Regions from separate parts of the Rattus norvegicus genome. Here region 1 is linked to region 2. The links are chromatin contacts, called in public Hi-C maps. All regions are on one chromosome and are shown on one strand. The core of a region is the stretch at or near the end of the contact, and the rest is flanking DNA. Distances in the headings are between cores, read along the strand shown.

Evidence for each region. A called contact is a pair of places that touch in the nucleus more often than the background predicts.
Region 1: a contact with region 2 is called in a Hi-C map of hepatocytes, with 2.5 times the contacts expected there. The contact joins the promoter of Mrps10 here to the enhancer-like site in region 2. A contact is called at or near these places in 8 of 12 Hi-C or Micro-C datasets (the A7r5 cell line, the Rat2 cell line, Schwann cells and 5 more) and 1 of 1 datasets of contacts at active chromatin or transcription factors (oligodendrocytes).

The regions. Positions count from the first base shown.
Region 1 is chr9:21,119,061-21,125,326 of GRCr8, reverse strand. It overlaps Mrps10 (mitochondrial ribosomal protein S10), which reads left to right and starts at 2,874. Exons shown (of 7, transcript NM_001389252.2): 1 at 2,874-2,954; 2 at 6,136-6,200. The coding sequence starts at 2,907.
Region 2 is chr9:21,016,772-21,022,526 of GRCr8, reverse strand. C9h6orf132 (similar to human chromosome 6 open reading frame 132) reads left to right here. Exons shown (of 5, transcript XM_006244500.5): 5 at 1-45. Among named protein-coding and RNA genes, the nearest start is that of Taf8, 30 kb to the right of the region's middle. Within about 2 kb of position 3,191, at least 11 of the 93 cell types and tissues checked have an H3K27ac peak or open chromatin away from gene starts, as enhancers often do. A contact at or near this core is called in hepatocytes and liver, where this site is marked.

The sequences.
Region 1 (6,266 bases), core at 1,625-4,124, 100 kb before region 2:
TTCCTTCGATGATGACGATGAACCGTGATATGGAAGTGAAAGCTGAATAAACTCTTTTTTTTCCAAAGTTGCTTTGATCATGGTGTTCATCGCGGCAATATAAACCCCAAGACTCTAACTTCTGCACTCGCACCTGAGGCATTACCCTGAAATACAGTTTTATAACTCATAATGACTTAGGAGAGGAAAACAAGGGGTTCTGAGAAAACCATAGCATTCGAGCATAGACGCAGAGAAATCTGATGAAGCAAAGGCAGCTCTGGTGGCCACACGCCATCCTGAAAGAGCTGAATCTCAGCTGAGAGAATCTACCAAGACAAAAGTCAAGGCCTCCAAGAAGAGGACATTTAGTCGTTAAGGCTGTTTAGAGCACATCTCTCTGGTTCAGCATGCCACTGAGTCGATAAAAACAAGTCAATCAAACTTTCTTTGTGAAGTGGGGTGGGCAGGAGGGTACCTTTAGTCTCCTCATCCAAAGGAGACATTGAATGCTGAACATGAATCCGTCATAGACAGAACCAGCCCACTGCACAGTTGAGCAGTCCCAGAGCTAGGATTGTGAAGGCTGTTACGGGTTCAGCTGTAGCTCACCATTTGACCTTGGCCAAGTCAACCCGACTCTGAACGTCACCTTACAGTTAAGATACAGTTACCTCTGTGAGCATGAGATTGGGTCATTTCCTAGCTGAAGTGCTGCTATCTTTACGAGTGCAGCAGACTCCCCTGAGCTGAGACCATCCAGAAGGACTGGAGGCTGAGTGAGGAGCCATCGTCAAGGTACCACGTGGAAAGATGGATGCAAAGTTTAGAAGTAGCAAAGAGATGAAGGTTGGGGCACTCTCGGAACGGACCACTGGCTGAGAGGGATAACTCTGAATGTCATGATTTAGAGAGAGCCTAATTCTGAGGAAGCCTCTGGGGTGCCTGCGCAGGTAGGGCATAGCCAAGTCCAGCCATGTACTAATGAAGATTCTGTTTCCACATAGAGACCACATAGAGGCCAGCCTGAGGGGCAGGAAAGTAGTCCGTACTCACAGGCCTTCCATCAGTTTGTACCATCTGGACCAAATCATTCTTCGCTTAATTCTCTGGCCTGCCAAATAAGACGACTAGTGTCTGCCAAATAAGATGACTAGGTAGACACTAGTCATCATGCAACTTTACGTTGGCATGATGCTTTATTGAGATGTAAGACTCTCAGAGAGAATCTTCCCTCAGGAGGGAGATCCTCAAGCCCAATGACCAGTCCGAGTCCACAGGCTGCAATCAGCAAGAGGATTTTTATTGATCAGGATACACAGGTATCTGTGGGCGTCCCAGTCAATTTGGAAGACTGGCGCGCCTAGCAGAACCAGGGATGGGTTTTTATAGTGTATTGGGAGCAGAAGCAGGCTTACAGAAGCAGATGCATGGTTACAGGGATGTGATTGGTGGAGTAAATGAGGCATACGTGTATGTTACCTATTTTGGCTATAATCATAACAGTGAGTTAGCAAAAAGTACATGGTAGTCAGGGCTTCCGGGGGGTCAGGGACTTTTTCTTTTTCCTGTCAGGTGGCCCATGGAGCAGTGCCCATAATTTAGTCTGGTTTCTGCATTTTGTTTTCTTTTCTGGTCTGTTTCGTCTAAATGATGGGTCAGCTTGTCCCACATATCTAAAAACTTACTTTTTATTTCTATAGTTGAGGGCCTTGGGCTTGTACAATTCCCTTTCTGGGAGGGGGTCTTTCAGAGATACTGTATCAGCTGGGTTTGTGTGTCAAGTTGACACAAGCTGGAGTCATTGGAGAGGAAGGCGCCTCAGTGGAAGATGTGTCTCCATGAGATCCAACTGTAAGGCATGTTCTCAATTGGTGATCTATGGGGGAAGGTCCAGGCAACTGTGGGTGCTGTCATCCCTAGGCTAGTGGTCCTGGGTTCTATAAGCAGGCCGACTGAGCAAGCCATGGGAAGCAAGCCAGTAAGCAGGAGCCCTCCATTGGCATCTGCATCAGCTCCTGCTCCCAGGTTCCAGCCCTGCTTAAGTTCCTGTCCTGACTTCCTCCAATGATATACTATGATCTGGAAGTGTAACTAAATAAACCCTTTTCTCGCCAGCTTGCTTTTTGGTTATGGTGTTTTGTCACAGCAATGGAAACCCTAACTAAGGTAGATACTTTGTATCGTCCTCATTAAATTGATCCTTATCCATTTTCCCAATAACCTTTTAAGAGCCAGGATGTAGAAGAGATGCCACAAATTCAGGATGAGTTTATCATATAGCATTTAATCTCATTTAATCCTCTACTGCTTTGTCCTCCTCTCTACTTGGCAAATGGAAAAAAAAAAATGGGTTCAGAGTATGGAAGAAAGTTGATCAAGTCACCCACCTAAACAGAAACCAGAGCTCCTAAGTGTGGAGCTTCCATTACGTTAAATGCATGGGAAGGCATTTTGAAAAACACAATTTAGAAATATCCATTAACAAGCCTGGCATTCCGACGGTGTGAACAAAGTTTAACAACAAAATGGCTTCTGCAATAAGGTAAAATGTTAGAATTTGGACTCAGTAGTAACAGCAAATTCCTTTCCAAGTATGCGTTTTGTTGTGTGCGTCTCAAAGCAAACAAACAAGAAACACCCACGACAAATATAATTAGGCTATATAGCATATAGATAGAACCTGGCAGTTTATCCAGACGGCGAAAGCGACGCATCCACTCAAAAACTTAAATGAATGCGTGAATAATAAACAAGTAAATAAATAATAAAGTAGAAATTTAAATTAAAAAAACAAAATCAAGGGGCCACGTCTCTATGGTTGTTTCAGTGCCGGAACACAGGAGACACTCTCTCTTTTTCGAACTCTATGGTTCGAGGGCACGGCTGTGATCCCGGAAGCGATCGTGGGAGGTCAGGGCACCAAGATGGCGGCGCGCGCAGCGTGTGTGGCTGTCTGCCGGCGCCTGCAGCAGGTAAAGGGGTGGTCGGGAAACCCTGGCGGCCGAAGGCGCCGTCGCCGAGTCCCGCTGCTACCCTCTACCCGGCCGGCTCGGAGTGTTCCTCCATAGTTTTTATTAGGAAGGGACAAGATAAGGGCTGATTTTTTTTCCCCCGAGAGACTCAAATTGACAAGATAGGAACTAGAACTATAGAATGTCAGAGCGGGAAAGATGAGAAAAATATGTCCAGAAGCCCTCCCTTCACGTTAGAAAGGGCAGTGAGAACCTTGAGCTTAGAGAAGACAGGAATACTCGGATACTTAGGTGCTGAGCCGGAGCTGGACTCAGAAAGCTCGCGTGGAGTTACATTGAGAGGTCCTCCTCGCCTTCAGGGGTTGGAGAGATTGACTCGAAGGGCCCCAGGAATGGGTTAGATCTCCCTCAAGAGGTTCTTTGAAGAAGGAAAACTTGCCTGATGTTGCACGGCGTGAATCACAGCACTGGGGAAAGGAGGCAGGCGGACTTCTGGGTTCGAAGACAGTCAGGCTACATGTTGAGATCCTGTCGCAAAATAAATAATTAAACAACAACAAAAACTAGGCGGTCTCAAGAACTTTGGCCTCGAGACCTTTGTGGTTTTTGAAAACAAAGCTCAGAACTGGACCTCTAATAGGATTACTTGTAAAGCACGAGGAAGATTGCCCACTAGCCTGGCCTGCAAATTGAGACCCTGTCTTCAAAATAAACGATTTTTTAAAAAGGAAGGGCTGAGACTAGCTCAGTTGCTAGAGACCTCAATGCCTAAAGCTGGCTCTGGGTTGGATCCACAGCAGCACATAACCCAGAGACGGCAGCCCACACCTGTCACACCAGCCCTTGAGAGGTCAAAGCAAGAGGATCAGAAGTTCAAAATCACTCTCAGCTACATACAGAGTTCAGAACCAGAGTGGGCTCCGTAAACTTGTGTCTACAAAAACGTTTATCCTTTATACTAGAGACTGAACCCAGGGCCTTGCGCACACCAGACAAAGGTCCTGCCACTGAACCCCATTCTTAGCCTTCTGTGGAACTCCAGTCCTCTGCAAGAACTGTGAGCGGTCACTTCAGCCTCTGTATCTTCCCAGGTTAAATTAGTTAACACTTTAGAAAGACTGCTTCCCAAAGCAAAAGCAAGTTTGATGGAGAGTAATGCCTCAGTATGCAGCCTCACGGCAGAAGCGGCTTTCTTATTTGTTTTTGCACACCATCTTTTATCATATAGTACAACTCATGCAGCTTTGTAAGACTCCACTGTACACCAGCCAGAGGATGGAAGCAGAAAAGCCTTGAGTAATTCTTAGTGAGTTTTGGTTTCAGGCTTTCTGAGAGTGTCTTAAGGATTCATGGGCAGTCCCAGCCCACACTTGTATAACCACTGATCCTAAGAAAAAGACATGAGAGCTAGAGAGGTGAGATAGCTCAGTGGTTAAGAGCACTTGCTGCACAACCATGAGGTCTGGGGTTCAGGTGACAGCACCAGGCTATCAAGAGGGTCACTCATGCCCCCCTGTGACCCAGCTCCAGGGGTTCACAGGAGGTCCAGTGAAGCTTTTTGGCTTCCAGAATAGCCAAGAAAATTTTGAGTCCTGGGAGCAGTGAGATCCTACCGTAAGCAGGTGCAGAGTGACAGAGAATGACAGCTTCTAGCCCCCAAACACTTGCACATACATGTACATGAATGTAGAAACACCATACAAATGTAGAATTTTTTTTTAAAAGAAAACTAGGATGCTAGAGAAGGAAGTGTTGCACTTGTGAGAAAAACTTTATCCAGCCAGATCTGTACACACCCAAGCCCTTAAAAAAGTTAAAGCTGCAGGCAGTGGTTCATAGCAAACCCTCGGGAGGCAGACTCCAGGCCATCCCCATCTCTCCAGTTGGAGGCCAGGTCGGAAGGCACGCAACCCCCACCTCAGAGTCAACAGACATTTCAGAATGTGACCAGGAAATGTGCTTCTTAGCATTTGGGTCGCTGGTGTCAGAGAGCTTACTGTCTGAGTGTGAGGGCCACGACGACACATGCTCTTACACTGAGCCTGGTGTCCTTGCTTGTAAGCCAAGTAAGGCTGGAAACGTGTGTCCCAGCATAAGAGCAAGGAAACAAGCGAGGTCTCTCTGTAATCCTGGCCGTTCTGGAACTTGCTCTGTAGACCAAGCTGGCCCCCAGCTCACAGATCCTCCCGCCTTGCAATGACAGGGTTAAAGGCGTTCATTACAGAGAACAGAGGCTGTTGTAACGTACCCGCTAGTTGTTTTAATTCCTCTACTTGTGCCTCCCTGTTATTTTTGTCTTTGTTGTATTTTTAAAGAATTTATATTGCTGCTTTCAAGGTTAAGCCTGGGTGGCTAAGAAACTATGAGATCTGAACAGTACCATTTGCCTCCTTTCCACAAGGGGGCGCTCACTTAAAGGATTTGTGCAATGCTGCGTTAGGGCAGCTTGTGGAGTTAATGATGGGTATAAACGTGTGTGCTGTATTCTGTGTAATTTACAAGCAAGGTGCTTCAGCCAAGCAAAGACTAGATTATACAAACACGTAATTTTAAAAGACTTTTGTTGTTCTCTGTTTTGTTTCTGGAACAAATGAGTCCTCTGTACATCTGGCTGCCCTTGAACTCATGGCTCTTCCTACTCCACCTCCAGAGTGCTTAGATCAAAGGCACGTGCCAGTATGCCTAGCCGAGCGGATCTGGTTGTGTTTTTAGTTCATGCACCTTTGTGTGTACCTACGTGAGTTTTCTGTGCACCACATGCATATGGGCGCCCATGGAGGCCAGGGGTACCAGACGCTCTGGAACTGGAGTTACAGTGGGTGTGGGTGCTGAGAACTGATCACAGTAAACATCTTGTGTTTGTTTGTTTGTTTGTTTGTTTGTTTGCCTTTTGGTTTTTCAAGTCTGGGTTTTCCTATGTAGCTGTCTTGGAACTCGCCGTATAGACCAGGCTGGCCTGAAACTCGGAGACTCGCTGCCTCTGCCTCCTGAGTGCTGGGATTAAGGTGACTATGCCACCACTGCCCAGCACTTTGTTTTTAATTAAACCTAATTTGGCCGTTTTGGCGCCCAGTGTTTTCCTCTGAAAGATCGAGACCCTTTTACTGGGCACCATATACCTTTTGGCTTGTGCTCTGGGAATTGATTGTACTTCTGACACCTGTCCCCTCCATTCTTTTAGGAATTGGGGAATTCATCTATAAATGGTGCTAGGAGCAGTACAATCAGAACTCGAGGCCTCCTGTTGTAAGTATGCAACTGTATTTGCTTAATCATGCTAGAAAACAGAGCTCTGTTCTGTGTGACTGAGGC
Region 2 (5,755 bases), core at 1,942-4,441:
CAGGGTTATACCAGTGAACTAGAATATATGTATAATATATTCTAACATGTGTTTGTGTGTTATGTCAAGTATGACAGGAGCAATAGTTCTTCAGGTGGGGAGTGGCTGGACCTGGGACTAGGTCAAGGCCGATGGGAACGGAAGGGGAGATTGTCCCATCTCAGATGAGCAGGTGCAGACAAGAGGAAGCCCCGTTTGGAGGCTTTGTGACCTGTGGTACCAGCTGCAGTACCAGGTGGCTGGGACAGCAGGTGAACCACTTCAGGTAAAGATCTCACATAGATGGCTGGCACCCAGGTGGCTCGGGCTAGCAGACAGCTTCGCTGTGCTCACAAAGCCAAGCCCGTCAACACAGCTAGTCTATAAATGGGTTTTCCCTAAGTGGGGAAGAGTTTGCTAATTCACCTGCTGCCCTGGGAAGAGTAGGGTGTGGTCTCCCAGCTGTGGGAGTACTCAGGCGTGGGTGGAGAAGGACTTGGTTTCACTCGGCATGGGAAATAAATAGCCAGTTTGGACTGGCCTCTGCTCTGCAGCTATAGATTGGTGACTTAAATCTACCCAGGCATCATGGGATGCTATGGGTGCTCGGCTGGACGGTGCCAAGCACAGGGGACCAGGCCCAGAGTTGAAGTCACATGATAAAGAGACTGTCCTTAAGCAAGTCTTGGCCTGAGCCTCAGACTCCTCCTGCGTAGTAACCGTACCTCATCAATGCTGAGGAACGGACACAGCCTGGTGTTCCTTCTGGGACAGCCCTGACAGCGGGTCTGTGTCCTGAGCAGTAGTCTAAAGCCTGGTGTGGTGGTACAGACCTAGAATCCCAGCACTGAGGAAGTGCAGGCAGGTCCGTACAGTCTTTACAATACTGGCTACGTGAGACCCCCCACCTCAAACTGAAACAAACAAGAGCCACAGGAATTGGGAACGGAAATAAAAATAATTACAGTTTAGAAGAGGCAAGAAGGGTTGGGGATTTAGCTCAGTGGTAGCAAGGCCCTGGGTTCGATCCCCAGCTCCGGGAAAAAAAAAAAAAAAAGAAGAGGCAAGAAGTCAGAATAGGCACAGAGCTCACAGCGGCTGTGGGCTGGGCCAGCAGGTAAAGCGCTTGCCTGCAGCATAAGGACTTGCACTCAGCCCTGGGGAGGAGCAATGCCCCCTCCACGCCCTCCGTGAAGCGCTTGCCTTAGCACAGTCCCCAGAGCACACATTAAAATTCTATGCTTGGTGCCTGCTTGTAATCCTGGTGCCGAGACAGGGGGATCTGGCCACACAGCCTAGCCCTAACTTTTAAGACCCAGGCCGGTGAGGGAACCTGTCTCAAGGTAGACCTTCCTGAGGTTATACCTGAGGCTGTCCTCCAGATTTCATACACACATGCCGATAAAAAGGGACACACAAGCCAGGCGTGGTGGTGCACACCTTTAATCCCAGCACTCGGAGAAAGAGGCATGTGGGTCTCTGTGAGTTCAAGGCTAACCTCGTCTACATAGCAAATTCCAGGATAAACAGGACTGTATTTAAACAAACAAAACAAAAAAAGAGCACACAGAAATGTTAACTATATCCTGGTGAGATGACCCAGGGGTAAAGCAAATTTGCTGGTGTGGCAACCTAAGTTCAGACCCGGGGATCCGAGTCGTGGGAGGTGAGAACTGACTCCAGCAAGTTGAGAACTGACTCCAGCAAGTTGTCCTCTGGCTTCTACATGTTTTTCCCTACTTACATGCACAAAATAAATTAACACACAAGAGGCTGGTTATGGTGGTGCAGGCACATGCCTTTGATCCCAGCACCTGGGAGGCGGAGGCAGGAAGCTCTCTGAGTTCAAGGCTAGCCTGGGCTACATAGCGAGACTGTCTCATTAATGATAACAAGAAAAAGACTGGAGATGTGGTTTAGTGGAAGAGCGCATTGGTTTCCATCTCTAGCAAGCTAGGAAAGTGAGACAGGAGGATCACCATGAGTTCAAGGCCGGTCTGGGATACATAGAGATACATTAAAAAACAAAACAAAACAAAAAAAACCTATAAGATGCAATAGGGATGGAACCCCATGTGGTGTTGCTGGGGTGCAGAAAACATTGGCCTCCACCTGAACCGCAATCCTCTTACATTATGGTTGGCTCAACAGTTTCAGTAAAGCCGTCTTCCCCAAACCCCTGACCTGCTGGGCATGCTCTGCCAAGCTGTTTCTGACCATCCCACCTCCTCCACCTTAGTTTTCTTTAGAAGGAGAAACTGAATCATAGAGGTCATCTCAGGACGTGTTGGAGAAGCAAATACATTTTCTCCATGGAGATTTTGGGGGGAGTCTTGGGGTGATGAAGCCAACAGGCCAGGTTTCTGGTCTCTCAATCCTTCAGGGTCTGTCCCGTCTCTATGGTCCTTCCATATCTGGCCTCTTGCCACACATCTGATTTGCCACTGAACGTCTCCCTTCATAAAGCACTGGAAGTGTAGCAGGAGGACATGGAGGCAAACCCAGGATAAGGACCCCACGTTTGCTGCTTTTTTCCCCCTCTGGGCAAGGTCTCATGTTGCCCAGACTGGCTACAAATTGCTGTGTGGCAAGAGTGGCTTTGGACTTTCAAATCCTGCCTCCACCTTCCAGAGTGCTGGACGCCACCATGCTGGGCTCTAAAGTTCTATTTATTTCTTTTAATTTTGTAGTACTGAGGTCTGAACCCAGGGCCCCCTGCATGCCTAGGGATACACTCTAGCATTGAGCTGTACCCCCTGCTGCCCCTCCTAACGCTGTGTCCTTGCGTTTTCACTCGCTGGTCTGAAAATGGCAGGTCTGGACTTCAGGTGTGTGAGTCTGATCCTTTGTTGGTTCCATGCCTGAGTTCTTGAGTTTCCCATCACAGGGATAGCCATTCCTACGCGTTATCCTGGCCCTCACACTTGCCCCATCCATGGACTTCAGGGTGAAAACTCCCGATGTGGCAGCCGGAACTACCAACACTTACATAACCCTGGCTGTTTGGAAAGTTGGCTCAGCCTGGTTGCTTAGGACAGTCCTCTAACATTTACTGGGGTGTTAGACTCCTGTTTGCATTTCAGTGATGAGGAAATCAAGCCTCCAACGCAGGAATCATGTTGCTCCAAATAGCCGACCTGACTCACACCCTGGCCGTGTTTCGTCGCAGCTGCCTGTGTTCGAGCTATGACCATTCCGTGACTCGGGCTTTTCCAAGGGCGCCAACCCACATACCTTCCATTCGCCCGGCAGGGTGGGATCAGGACGCAGACGGGGGAAGCCGCTCCATGCTAACAAGTGAGCAGCTGAGGGTGATGCTTGTGTGCCAGGTCTGGTTGGCCACACCTTAGTTGTGACCTCAGACCCAGTGAGCCAGCCTGGCCTAAAGCAGCAAGGGCGGGCGGGTCCAAAGGATGGTTGTGTTTGGAGGCCAGGGCCTGGCATCCCTGAGGAACAAGCTGCTTCTGAGTCAGACTCAAGAGAGGAAGCTTCCCTCAGCAGAAGAGATGGACCCCGCATCTGCCTCTGCCCGCCCCCTTCAGACATGGTTTTTTTATAACCCAGGCTGGACACGAGCTTGCTATGAAGCAGGGGACAGCCTCGAACTCCCAATCCTCCTGCCTCAACCTCCTGGATGCCAAATGCTGTTTTATTGACTTATTGTTCATTCTTGTGGCACTGGGTATTAAACCCAGTGGTTCAGGTAATTTTGGAGCCAAGGGGGTGAGGGCTGAGCTGCCAAGCAAGCCAGTCCTGACCTGCCAACCGCACCTGCCTACTCTCTGACACGGTGGCCCCTTTCATCGCTACAGCTCAAGGGTGGGGCCGGCTTCCCACCATTAGTCAGCTAGCCTGGATGGGTTGATCCGGTTGTACCTCCTTGCAAAGCCCTGGGCGGCCAGGCACTGTGGAATTGCTTTGGGACCTGTTAGCTGCCTTTTAACCAGGAAGGTGAGAGATGGCCCTGTGGGACAGGGGCTTGTGGTAGTACTGGGACTGCAGCTGTGCTGGGGAAGGAGGGTCGCCTCTCATGCTTGTCACATTCAAACACTTGACAGAGGTAAGTGACCTAACACCTAGTACTTGGCTGTTGTACTTTGGTGACTCTCTTGGGCACTTACTGCTTCTCTTGACATTCACTTGCACCTGATTTTCCAGGGTAGAGCGAAGGAGAGTGCATCCCCATCCGTGCATTCGCCCTGCTGTCCTAGCTGCCCCGGCAGCACTCCTGAATCAGCCAGCAGGGGGCGCTGTGCCCACCGCTGTCGGTACTTCCCCCAGCACAGATGAGGTTCTGAGTTCAGATTTAGACCCAAGGATTGTTGGTTGACCTGGCTTCTTGGGGTATGGGATGCACTGGAGTTCTCCTGAAAAATAAGCTCCTGAGACTTATTTATAACTGGTTCCCAGATATGGCAGGTACACATCTGAGAACTGTCTGCTCAGCTCTCTCAGCAGATAATCGCGTTCAGCTCCCTGTGAAAAACTACAGTCCCCATGGTGCAAATGACCATCCCAGGCCACACAGCTGGACCACCTCCAGATCTGCCCTCTGTCTCCAAGGCAGTGTGGTGTGTGTGGTTGCGCCTGCACCTGTCCAGATTCTTGTTCCAAGAGAGACAGAAGAGGGAAGGGGAGGTGGCTTGGGAACAGCCAGGAACATGGCAGCCGATAGACTGAGAGTAACTCCCTGGCATCTACAATGTGCAGAGGCATTTTCAATCCCAGAGGCATCAGCTTACAGGGTAGACTCTGCATGGACTGGCATCACATCCACACACCAGGGACACGCTTTGTGGTACTGGGGGTGGACACTGGGACTACGCTTGCTTGGTGCAGGAAAGTTCTCCATCACTGAACCACACCCCTAGCTTGAAGCCCTCAGACTTCTGGAGGCCAAGAGAAACACTCCAGAGGCCAGAAGCTTCCCTGCTGATTTCATGGGAGTCTCTCCCTTAAGGCACCGTCCCACCCAAGGCCACACCTCCCACTGTTGACCACTCTTTTCCCTCAGCCTGGAGGATCTTGGCATCTCTGCCCCCTACCCCCTTCTCCTCTCCTTCCCAGTATAGCCCTAGGGCACTTCCACAGAGCTCCTTTACACGTTAAGCCTTGATCTCCAGAGGGGCTGCTCTCACAGCAGTTGGCTCAGAACCAGGCATGATTACAGCCGCTTCCCTCACGCCCTTTCTCATGGTCTTCCTTATGACCCCAGGACATAAGCACCTTCATCACCAAATGGTGAAGAAATCTGACCCAAGGTTTCTTGCAACACACACACACACACACACACATACATACACACATACATATACATACACATATACACACACATACACATATACACACACACATACACACACATACATACACACATACACACACATACACATATATACACACATACATACACACACATGCACACACACATACATACACACATATACATACACACACACACACACACACACACACACACACACACACCTCACAGACATATGCACACAGACATTTTACCAGCCTTGTATACATAGCAAGAGTTCTAGGCTACACTGTGAGACTCTATCTGAAAAGTAAGTACAATAAGACACCAGACAGAGCTGGCATGAGCAGAACCAGGATTCCTGTGGGAAAAGTCAAGCTTTGGGCATTGAAGGCTTTGAAAACTTCCCCAGGAACATTCAGAGGATGTAAGTGTTCTGGGTGAGGAAGGCATGCTCTGGCCTGCAGGAGGACTCTGCTGACTGAACTTCACTTCCAGCAGTGTCTCCTTGGC